Regions from separate parts of the Anas platyrhynchos genome. Here region 1 is linked to region 2. The links are chromatin contacts, called in public Hi-C maps. All regions are on one chromosome and are shown on one strand. The core of a region is the stretch at or near the end of the contact, and the rest is flanking DNA. Distances in the headings are between cores, read along the strand shown. Region 1 overlaps LOC101804293 (lethal(3)malignant brain tumor-like protein 4). Region 2 holds the start of TRNAU1AP (tRNA selenocysteine 1 associated protein 1).

Region 1 (6,164 bases), core at 910-3,409, 170 kb after region 2:
GTGGTCCCTACTTATATTCATCTGCTATCAAACTAATATCCCAGTTAAATTTACCCAGCAGTTGCTTTAAAGGTCAACTGTAAAGGACAAATTTTATTTGGCTTGTATCCTGTCTCTGCTCCTCCATGAAACAACCTCCATGTTTTGTCCAAAAGAAAGAGATTCTGAATGTTTTCATGTCAGCGAATTAGCTGCTCCTGCCTGTATTGATTTACTAAAAGACCTTTTGGAAAAAAAATAAAAAATCAGTGGAAGCTTTCTTAGAAGGATACAAATAGAAAATCTTTCAGAGAGATTTTTTTCCTCCTTGCTATGAATTTAATTCTAACTCATTTTCATTAAAACTTAAACGAAAAAAAGAAGAAAAAAATGGACAGTTTTTAAAGCAGCCACACTAATTGCTCTATTGCCTTCACATTTGCTGTGGTTCCCATCCCCTGTGATTCTGCAATCCCACCAGACTCCAACCAGTCCTCCAGCATGAAGAACAAAGTAAAGATTGGATTTATCTGACGTAAGAGGCACTTAGGGAAAATGCACTTTTTAAAAGTCTCTGAAGATCCTCTATGCATCATGAAGAATGGCACCTTTTCCTGCTTTGCAGATTACCTCCTTCCTTGCAAGCGCAACATTACAGCACATTTCTCTTCAATTAAATGGCCTGTGATTAAGCGCCAGGATCCAAATTGTCACCGCTTCCCGAGTGGAGATACAAATATTATTTATGCCCAAGGCATCAAGGCAAAAACCAACTACTCAGCACACAAAAGATACCAGCGTTTTCACATGCCTCCTAATTACACGAGACATCTCAAGCGCTGGGACTGCAGAGACATCTCCCCAGCTGCACAGCTACCTCTGTCAGAAATCAGGTCAGGCTGTGGGCAGTTTTGTTGCAGGGGAAACAGGCAGGGAGACGTGGGAGGAGTGGGTATGCACAGTGCAGTTTGGAATTATCTGCAACGTAAAAGTGAATAAGCAGGAAAGTCACAGGAGAGGGGGAGGGAGACCAGAGAGAAACAGAATCTGGTGTCAGAATCGTGTTTCAGGCCTGAGCACTGAAAGATCAAGGGGTAAATAAACAAAGAGAGTCTCATTCACTGAAATAACCCATGGGCACCAGAGAGTTAATAGGGATCTTTCCCCTCCATTTATAAAGGACTCAGGTACAACTTCTAGCTGAGTCAGCTCTGGCATATGCGAGGCAAATGGCAAAGCATTACCTAGGGACGCACAGAAAATAAAGATGTTTTCTAATCAGCACTCCATAAAAAGGAGGGCTCTGGCATTCCTGCAGCCGAGAGCGGAGCAGGTAGCAGGTAACTCACCTCTTCCACAGTCCATTTGGCCACGTGCTTGGCTGTGAGGCCCGAGACCTCTGGCAAGAGCTTGCAGTGCTGCTCCCAGCAGAGATGGAGGCGGTGGGTCGGGTTAGAGGTCAGGGAAGGCATGAAGATGGACTGGTGGAGGGCCTGCTGGAGATCGAAATCAGGGTCTGGAAAAGGAAACGAGACAAGTCAGAGCGAGTTTTCAAGTAGGAGCAATTACAACAAAAGAGGAAGGGTCACAGTCTGGAGGAAAAAGCAAGGCAGGACAAGCAGGCAGCCAGGCACTGCTATTGCAGGGCACACAGCTCTCAGGGCGTTCTCCCCCACCCTCCCAAGAAAAAGAAACCAAAAAAAGATAAGATAAGATAAGATTGCCAGGCTGGAGGCTTTATCGTTAGCTCGTTAGCTTCCTCCCAGGAAAATGATGTCACGCTGCTAACACAGAAGATGTTTGCAGCATTTTATTGACAAGGTGGAGGAGTTCTGGTAACAGCATCTTCAGCTGGAAACTAATGGCATCGTTCCAGCTCACAGCTGTAGCCAGCCTGCAAGGAGCATGCCAGCTGATGGCCTGGGCTCGCCGCCTCCCCAGGAGGCTCCCAGGCCAGGAGTGCTGCATGTTACCTCCAGACATCAGTTCCCTCCTCATGTGTCAAGTGATGGAGGCTTTAAAAAAAAAAAATCAAGGAGGAAGGGAAAAAAAAAAAAAGGGAGACAGAAGAAATCACCCCTCCCTAATGAGATCATTTGAGTAGTGCAGAGTCATGGTCCTACAGGGATTTGCCCGGTTATACAACAGGAAGTGAAGCAGAGGATGGAAACAGCATGGAAAGCATTCCTCTGCTTTACAAGGGGTACCGTGCCCCGTCCCCTCGCCCCCCAGCAGGCACGGTGCAGGCTGCCAGGCGCCATCCCGTGGCAGCAGGACCCACGTCCCGTTTTGCTGCTGTTTTCATAAACCTTCCCCAGCCACAGCACCGACAGGGCTGCTGCCTGCCTCAGATTTATTCAGTGTTACTGTGAGCAGCGTTTGCAGGACAGTGTGTGAGGACCTGTGGGGTGTGCCAGGTGCTGCTTGTAAAGCACAATGAAAGCAGTGCCATAGGGAACGTTTTGACAGGTTGCCTGCTCCTCACCAGCTGAGGTGAAAGAAGTGTTAGAGGCAAAGGTTTTTCCTCTGTCCCCTGCTGGGTCACCTCCCTTCATCGCCACCTCACTAAGGGATGCAGGACAGCATCAGATACGGGTCTCTATTTCTAATAACGAGACCAGAGTGGGGGAATTAAAACTTAAATAAATAAAGCCCATGAAAGAACTGCTCCTTAGTGCAGAAGCTGATGCTGCTGGTGATGACACAGCATGAGACATTGCTCCTGGGAGGCTGTCACCTGCTCCTCACCTTGTCTCTCCCTGTGTCCCCAGCGGCTGGCAGCAGCTGGCCTCACCCCCCTCCCCGTGCCAGGAGGTCCCATTCGTGCCAGGATCTTATGTGCTGCCACATCCCTGCTGCGTGGGCACGGCCTCGATCACAGGCTGTTCCCTATTCATTTTATTCCCTCCTCATCCTTACAGCTTGGCTTTTCTTCATTTCACCCCCTTCTCCGCCCTGAATGTCACCAGTAAGCCTTTAAACCTTTAGTCACATTGATAACACGGCAGCTCACGGCGAACAAAAAGCCTGCCTGCTGCAAAGCGTGCACAGGAACAGTGACAGGCACCTGGAGGGAGAGGGAGCCTCACAGCAACACGAACTGGAAGGCCTTTTCCTTCCCTGAGCCCAGATCCTCGGGGAAAGTGTCCAAACCATGATCTACAGAAATTATTGTCCATTCAGAAGGAAGCAGTGTCCTAATAGTTTAAATATAGATGGGATGAAAGCTCTGGGCAATCACGAAATTACAGGTCAGTGGATTATTGCAGAATTTCCCTCTACTGATTTCCATCACGTTGCTTAAGGTAAATGCGACGGGAAAGCAGACAGCTTTCCCTGCCAACTGCAACTACAGCTCAGAGCTGGCAGACTTCTCTAGCTCTGACTGCAGAAGTCAGCACAAGGTAAAAATGAATAAAAAAAAAAAAAAGCTAGGCACCTGCCCCAGTTTGTGCCTGCTTAGCTATTTTTGATTGGAGACTTATTACCATGTTAAATCCTCCTAAAAGCCTGGTCAGCTCGGTTCTCTGAAATGGCTTTTTATAGTAAATCTGAAAGTTAAGCATATGGTTTGCCAAAGTGATACCAGAAAGCTTCTCTTAAAACTTAACCTGTCAAGTACCAGAATAAAAAATACATTGTTTTTTTCACTTGATTTTCTTTTTCCTCCTTAGGAGAACCTTCAAAAAGTTACCCTAAATGATTCTAATTGTGTTTCTGAATACCCAGGGGGAATCTACTGCAAGAAGTTAACTGAACTTAGCAACTATCTGCCAGGTTTTGTCTGTGTCCCATGACACCTCTGCTCACTCTACCAGCAGAATGGTTGCAGCCGAGGGAACAACTTCCCCTTGCCATTTCAGGAGAGTATGCAGTGGTACTACAGATGATGAAGGCTCGTCTTTCTCAGTTCATAAATACAAAGCTGCACTCTAAAAAGTATTAAACCCTCTACCTCTACGCAATTTTACTCTTCTTCTTCATTTTAAAGGAAAAAAGACTACCGTTATCATAATCTCCAGGGTATGTTCTCTCTTGACCGTGGAATCAAAAACAAAAAAAGCTGTAGAGTTTTAAATTGTCCTTGGGGGTCTTGTATATTGCACATGCAAACACACACACACAAATAAATAAATAAATCAACCAACCTTTCCCATTGTTTTCCTGTTTCACCATCTGGAACTTTATATAGGCACGTGAGCACCCAAGCCTGAAAGCATCAAGTACAAAACATTTCAAATGATAACACAAACTGATAACACAACCTCCTCTACAGAAAGAGATTAACGGTGTATTTAGCAACCAAAATTATCTCTCTCTTACCATTAGCGATAAAACTACTTGTCCCTGGCCTCTCTACGCTAAGGACTGTGATATTCAGTTCATAGCTACAACTCAGATTTGAGTTCACAGTGGGAAATAAAGTCCCCGAAATAGTGGGAGGAAAGGAGGAGACTTAACAACATGTCATTCTAAAACTCTGTGCTGCAAACCTCTGATCAAACTGAGCCGTTCTAAGCTCCTGATTTACATCTGTATTTCCTATGTAGCAGCAGCATCAAGAGGCAAAACTGCTAATCCATGAAAATACCTCACAAAAATCTTATTTACTTTTTCGGTTTGGCTTTGATGTCTGCAGACGATTCCTCTTCCATCCAGTCTTTCTCTTGATTGTTTTCAGACTGTTCCGACAGACTGTGAACACTGCTTTGACATGACTTTTCACTTTCTTGTGCAGATTTTCTGGAGAGACAGATAAATGATAGCAGCTAAGCTGACATCCTCTGTTCCCTTTTCCCAGAGGAGAGGCAAAGCCAGCAGCTTCTTGCAAACAAGAGTAACAACTACCACCTAGTGGTGGAAGCCTTCCTCTCCCCCACCATCGCTACTGGCACAGTACAAAGTGCTTTTTTACTCTAGCATGGATTGAAAGAGATTATCTGAAATAATCAGCCCCTGTGGACCAAGGCTCTGATCCCAGCAGCTAGAAGAAACCCACTGAAGCATGTACTGCGGTGAAATCAAGAGATTTAAGATTTTGGAACTCTGATTCCTCTGGATAACATTTAAGACAGTTCCCGCAGCTAAGTTTGCTGCGTAAATAGAGCCACACAGTTAACCATGATAGGACAAACAGCAGAAGTTAAAAGATACGCATACTGAATTTGAACCTCCCACTATCAGGAAATTAACTAGTTAGAAAAACATAAGTATACTGCAATTTTAGATTGCCATTTATTCTAGGAGAATCCCAAAACTCCTGATAAAATTTTCAAGTAACAGTGCCATTGAAATGCAATCAATTCCATTGTCAAGAGTAGCAAAAAGAGATCCCAGCACATTGCTGGGATGAGAAGAGGCAAACTTTGGCCTGGCTATGCACACTTCAGGGGAGAGGCATTCCTTTTGTCTGACCAAACATATCTCAATAACGTTATAAATCTAAGTAAAGCAAAGAAACCTTAAAATGCATACAGGCCTTAAAATACAGAAAAGACCTAAGATATCACCAGAGACTGCCTCAGTGAGACAGAATTCCTACAGATTGTAAGTGACAATAGTGAAAGAATTCCTGCCCAGGTTTGTCCCAATGACAGACTGACTGCCTCCTGCAGCCAGTGAACTAATACGCTGTTTACCTCAATGATACTCAATTCCAAGATCTTCATGTAAGAAAATAAAACATCTGAAGGAACTCCACTTGTTTGCCAAGTGATACATACGGAGCCATTACACCTAGCAGTGTAATGCAACAGGCTCTGGGGTGGATCGCAGTTACAGTTTAATAGTGCAAAATAATCTTGCTTGACAGTTTTAGGACAGGAAATGAAGAAAAAGAATATATTTTAAATTGAAACAGCAAAGAAAAATTTATGGAGTCAGAATGCAATTTCCTTTGTTGGAATGTGACCAGAGCAGCAGGATTAAGGAATCAAGAAACCTATTAAGGCATATGAGGGTATAAAATGCACTGCTCTGTGTTAAGAGTGTCTGGGGCATGGGTCAATATTACAGACAGATGAACTCAATGCTCTACTGCTTCTCTGCCAATTCCTGTGTTTCTCAGCCTTGTAAAATGGTTTTGTTCCCTAGTACCTGCCTAGGAAATGTGTTCAGCTCACCTGGAGTGTGGAGAGTCCTCCTGAGAAGACCCTCCTGTTCCCAGCAGGACTGGGGCAGGGGTC
Region 2 (5,831 bases), core at 265-2,764:
TGCCTGTGTGCATGTCAGGTACCGGGTGTTTCCTACACTCGTGTGGATGAGGGAACATGCAGACTGGTGTGGTCTCTGTGTGCACCTGACAACAGGCGGCCGTGCTGCCTTGCACGTGCAAAAGTTGGCAGATGCCCTGCTGAGGAGCGAGTGTGAAACACCACTGGCTTTTCCACGTGCAAGTTGCTGGAGGTAGCCCTGCTCTGTAGGGACGGGCCGTGCGGGTGTCCCTGTGGTGTGTGTGTGTCCACCAAAGGCAGACTCGTAGAGGCAACAGGTGGTGGCTGTTGGGGTCTGCACGTTCGTGTTCCAGAGAGTTTGTGAGAGGGGTGGCTGAAGAAGATGCTGTGGAGAGGCTGGAGGTGTCCCTTTGTGTGTAGCATGAACACGAGTGCAGAGCTGTGAGCGTGCCGGTGCTGTGAGCGTGTCCCCTGAAGCTTGTGAGCACGCAGGTGCCTAGCAGCAAGTCAGCCACAGGCTTGTGAGCGCCTGCGAGACCGCAACCACGACAGCGGTTGTTCTTGTAGGGACCTGACACCAGCACGAGGGACACTGGTGCAAGTGCCACGAGCGTGGCTGTGCCCACAGCTGGGGGGCACACGGGGGTCCCTGCGGGGGTGTGCGCCTGCCTGTGAGCCTGGCTCTGTGTGAGGTACCTCCGTGTGTGTGTGTGTCAGCCGGTGCGTGTGTGAGTGTGGTCGGCTTGGAAGCGTGTGTGTGTCAGTCAGGGTGCGTGGCGGGGTGTGTGCCTGTGTGAGGGTGTCACCGGGGGTGTCAGGGTGGGTGTCAGGGAGCGTGAGGGTGTCACTGAGTGTGTCAGTCAGTGCGAGTGTGCGGGACTCTGTGTGTGTCTGTCAGTCTGTCAGCACAAGTGTGCGGGACTGCGTGTGTCCGTCCGTCCGTCTGTCTGTCTGTCAGTGCGAGCGAGCGTGCGGGGCTGTGCCTGTCAGTCAGTCAGTGCGAGCATGTGGGACTGCGTGTGTGTCCGTCCGTCTGTCAGTCAGTCAGTCTGTCTGTCAGTCAGTCTGTAAGTCAGTCAGTCAGTCAGTCTGTCTGTCTGTCTGTCAGTCAGTGCCAGCATGCAGACCGCCCGTGTCCGTCAGTCCGTCAGTGTCAGTCAGTCAGTGCGGGGCTGTGTCCGTCAGTCCGTCCGCCCGTCAGTGCTCCCCAGCCCCCGGCAGTGCCCTCAGCCCCGGCTCCCTCCTCCTCCTCCTCCTCCTCCTCCTCCTCCTCCTCCTCCTCCTCTCCCCCCGCCTCACAAAGCCCCGCGCGGGTCCCGGCCGGACACTCACGTCCCCCATCCAGAGGCTGGCGGCCATGCTGCTCCCGCAGGCCCCGGGGCGGGCTCGGCGGGGCCGCGGCTTCGCCCTCCCGGCTCGGCCCCGCCGCTCGCCGTGCCCGCGGCCCTGCTCCGCCGCCGCGCTGCCCCCGCCGCCGCCTCCTCCGCGGCGCCCGGCGGGCGGAGAGAGCGGCGCCCCCGCCGCCACGGGCGGCCCCGGCCCGCGGCAGCGGCCCCTGGCGGCAGGAGGAGCGAGGCAGGGCGGGCGGGGGGCTCAAGATGGAGGCGGGCGGCACCGGGGGAGGGAAGGAGGGAGGGAGGCAGCGGGGAGGGAGCGGGGGTCTGGGGGAGGGATCGGGGCTCTGGGGGAGGGATCGGCTCCAGGGGGAGGGACTGGGGTCGCCGGGAGGTGGGTTGAGGACACCGGGAGGTGGTTTTGAGGCTCCAGGGGTAGGGTTGGGGCTCTAGAGGGAGGTTTGGGGACACTGGGAGGTGGTTTTGGGACACCAAGAGGAGGGTTTGAGGGGCCGGGAGGAGGGTTTGAGGCTCCAGGAGGTGGGTTGAGGACACCAGGAGGTGGTTTTGGGGCTCCAGGGGCAGGGTTGGGGCTCTGGAAGGAGGTTTTGGGGGTGCCGGGAGGTGGTTTTGGGGCACCCTGAGGAGAGTTTGAGGCTCCAGGAGGAGGGTTTGGGGCTTTAGGAGGTGGGTTGAGGACACCGGGAGGTGGTTTTGGGATGCTGGGAGGAGGGTTTAAGGCTCCGGGAGGAGGGTTTGAGGCTGTAGGGGGTGGGTTGAGGACACCGGGAGGTGGTTTTGGGGCACCAGGGACAGGGTTGGGGCTCTAGAGGGAGGTTTGGGGACACTGGGAGGTGGTTTTGGGACGCCAGGAGGAGGGTTTGAGGCTCCAGGAGGTGGGTTGAAGACACTGGGAGGTGGTTTTGGGGCTCCAGGGGCAGGGTTGGGGCGCTGGAAGGAGGTTTTGGGGGTGCCGGGAAGTGGTTTTGGGGCACTGGGGTGAGTTTGAGGCTCCAGGAGGAGGGTTTGGGGCTTTAGGGGGTGGTTTGGAGTGCCGGGAGGTGGTTTTGGGGCACGGGGAGGAGGTTTTAGGGCATCAGGGGGAGGGTTTGGGATGCTGGGATGTGGTTTTTGGGGTGTTAGGAAGAGGTTTTGGGACTCCAGGAGTAGGGTTGGGGATGCCAGGAAGTGGTTTTGGGGCTCTAGGGAGAGATTTTGGGGTAGTGAGAGGTTTTGTGGTGCTGAATTGAGGGTTTGAGGCTCAAGGAGGAGGTTTTGGGGCATCGTGAGGAGAGTTTGGGGTGCCAGAAGGAGGGTTTGGGATGCCAGGAGCAGGGTGGGGGCCCAGCCCTGTGACGACACCTGAGGTGAGGGGCAGGCCTGGGTGGAAGGGGGCGAGATGGGGCCCGGGGCTGGAGCTGAGGAGGAGGAGGAGAGGGCTGAGGGGACCAGGAGATGAGGTGAGGCCGTGCTGGGAGTGGGATGAGGGCAGGAGCACAGGACAAAGGGGGCACGGAGGCTCTTCCTGCAAAGGGAACGTGAGTTTCCAGCCCCTTCAGTAGTAGACCATGGCAAGAAAATGGGTATTACAAACTCCAGAGTTTCATGTGTGAAGACAAATACAGCAAACCTCGATATTTCCTAATTAAAAAATCAGTCTTTTTCTGAGACGGGGGTTGAATTCTTTTCAGCTCTCTAAACTGTCAGCCCAGGCCCCCACACAGCATGGGATTGCCTTAAAAAATTGTGAGGCTTTTAACCAGAGAACAGAATTAATTACTTTGTATAATTGTACATTAGATTGTGCTGTGCAAAAATATCATGGAAACTCATTGCATATCTCAAATAACTTGGTCGTAAAGGGATAACATTCCTGCCACTGTGTTGTTTTAAAAGCACTTCGGTCAATTTTTCAAGGTTTTCTTGAAAGAGCCATGGGAGGTGTATGGAATAATAAATGGTGTGGAAGGTTTTCAGCTCTCTGTTGTGGGTGGGCGACTCAGACCGCTTCTGTTGGTGCTGGCCCATGGTTTACAAAGGCACAAACAAGGACATTTGTTGGCAATGCCACCAGGAGGCCAAAGGCTCGGTGTGGTTTATTGGGGTGAGGAGATGTCTGAGCAGCCATAGCCTCTGCTCTGCGTCCTGCTGTAGGACTGGCAGGGCAGAATCACCTCAGGATCCCACATGGAGCAGCTGTCTTGGCCAAATGGGGGCTGCCCCTGTGTGCAGTGTCTGTGAGGTCAAATGCTGCCTCTTCACTCAACAGTTGTGAGATTTGGGCTTTGAAGTCATCACTCCAGCATGTGGGGTTGGATTGGGCATGGTGTGATCCTCTCTCTTTTCCAATTTACTTTGCCAGGCTTTCGGCATCAAAGGTGGCAGTTCCTGGAGCAAATAAGACCACTGGTTATGATGGAGCAGAGGTAAGCGCACCCAGAGGATCGAGGGCTGCATGCCAGTGAGCTGGTTGGTATTTTCATGCTGCCAAACACAGCAGTTGTAGTTGCAGGAGCTTCTTGTGAGCCTTGTACCCTCTTATGGAAAGGCAGGCATTGGGCATAGCTGCTGAAGCCCTGGCTGTGGCTGTGCAGTCACTGCAGCATGCCATAAATCGAGCTGATGATGACAGGGACAATCCAAACCCTCCGTACAATGCTTTTGTAGTTTCTGGGTCTCGGCGTGCAGAGGTGGTGTTGCTCTGTTGCTTGCAGCCCGTGAGAGGGCAGCACAGGACCACGGGTTGTTGGCTGAGGGTTTTAAGGTGGTGAAATTTGGCATCCTTAAGCCTGATGTGAGCGGCACAGAGCGGAGGAGCTAATCCTCTGAAACTTCTTGTGAAGCTAAGTGTGAATGTTCACGTCAACCTTGCTCCAGAACATTCTCATTCCAGAATAATGTGTGAAATCGACCAAGAAAAGTTGAAATCGAAAGAAACGTTGATCATGATGGTTTTTCCTGCAGATGAAAGGTGTAATAAACGTTGACTCTTACTACATTTTTGCAGGAGACTGAAAATCCTGTATCTTCATACTGGGTAGGATCTGTATCTCTGTCATCATTCTGTAATATGGCCAGGACTTAATACTCCAGAATATTAGCTGTTTAGAAACCATGAGTGTGTACAAATCAGATTAAAAACATGTTTACAGCTTGATTTATTTGTTTTCTGATTTTTGAACCTCTAGGGCATCGTCAGGTCATGTTACCAAACTCTTTCCTACAACATTGCAAAATCTGGCAGAAAATCAAGACAGCTAACAAGACCCACCACGGCTAAAACTAAGTTGAATAAAGACATTCAGTTGCCAACTAGCACTCTTTGTGCCTAGGTGTCACTTGCGATCCCTTCACACACTCATCCTCTTTGGAGTCCCTGCTGTGACTGCCTTTCAGGTGTCAGCTTTCAGGATTTTTTTTTCAACATGGCAATTCATCCGCTGGTTAGCACTGAGCTCTGCTTCGCAGAGCCCAAAAAGCTGTTGCTTGTTCTCTGTTATTACCTTACAGCTACCCAAAGCCAGTAGTTTGGTCTTTGTCACTTGATGAAGTGAGTCCAGTGTCTTTAATAACTCCTTTCCATTTTTCTTTCCAGCTGAGTAATACAGAACTTGCTTTTTCCTGGGATAATCCATAGAGATGGATATTGGGCAATGAAAGTGCAAGAGGAAGCCAGGACCATGTGATCGTGTTGGACTGGGAGAAGGTAAGAATTTTATATTCTGTCCCATGTCTGAAGTGATTGCTGTTTATGCGCCTAACCTCGTGAAAGAGCAAAAACACTGCCAGAAGAATATTACCTGAAAAACTGTTTATTTCCCCTTAAAAACTTGAGAACTGGCAAAGAGGCAGCTGCTTATAATAGAAAGACACGGGGATTCCTCTGTGCTGTGTGTGGATGTCAGCTGCCAGTAGCTGAAACATCTGTATGCCTTGTCACCTCTGCTGGGACAGTAATGATTTCATGCTCCAAGGACTTGGTCCTGAAAATCGCTGAGCATATTCTGACTGACATTTACTATGATCCACTGGAGGTATGATCCTCGAGCCCCCCAAAAGACTGGGCGATGCTGGCAGTCTGCGTCTTAGCTGGATGCTCTAGGAGCTCAGCTTGCTGAGGGCTGGATCCGATGAGCTTCAGAGCTCTGTTACCTCTCAAGAACTTTGACTGGAGTTAAGGGCCTCCTGGGAGGCACTGAGTGGTCTCAGCTTTTAAAATTAATGGGTTTGAGCCTGAGAATCTGGCCTGGGAGATTTTAATTTGAATCTGCTATTTTTAGCTTGAGCCTGAAACTGACTCAAATAGTTTTTCTGCTTTTGGTACTGTACATTACTGTGTTAGAGCCTTCCCTGTCGGTCTCACAGGTGCCAAGTCCATCCTCAGTCCTCAACAACTGTAGCCAATGGACTGAGATCAGGGATGAATTTGGCCAGGGATAGTTGAAATAATAAAGCCGATAAAAAATAAAGATATATAAAGCAAAAGCTTGAGCTTGGAATGGCTTCTGAGATTCTGAATGTAATTTAAGTAATCCAG

What was found. A called contact is a pair of places that touch in the nucleus more often than the background predicts.
Region 1: a contact with region 2 is called in a Hi-C map of subcutaneous adipose tissue, with 2.1 times the contacts expected there. The contact joins the enhancer-like site here to the promoter of TRNAU1AP in region 2. A contact is called at or near these places in 3 of 8 Hi-C or Micro-C datasets (liver, skeletal muscle and subcutaneous adipose tissue).

The regions. Positions count from the first base shown.
Region 1 is chr24:4,655,717-4,661,880 of IASCAAS_PekinDuck_T2T, forward strand. It overlaps LOC101804293 (lethal(3)malignant brain tumor-like protein 4), which reads right to left. Exons shown (of 21, transcript XM_027443810.3): 16 at 6,102-6,164; 17 at 4,591-4,722; 18 at 4,128-4,189; 19 at 1,329-1,495. Among named protein-coding and RNA genes, the nearest start is that of TMEM200B, 30 kb to the left of the region's middle. Within about 2 kb of position 2,160, at least 1 of the 8 cell types and tissues checked has an H3K27ac peak or open chromatin away from gene starts, as enhancers often do. A contact at or near this core is called in subcutaneous adipose tissue, where this site is marked.
Region 2 is chr24:4,483,266-4,489,096 of IASCAAS_PekinDuck_T2T, forward strand. It overlaps TRNAU1AP (tRNA selenocysteine 1 associated protein 1), which reads right to left and starts at 1,515. Exons shown (of 9, transcript XM_072027411.1): 1 at 1,293-1,515. The coding sequence starts at 1,319. It overlaps LOC139999382 (a long non-coding RNA gene), which reads left to right and starts at 2,671. Exons shown (of 4, transcript XR_011804814.1): 1 at 2,671-3,720; 2 at 4,890-5,000.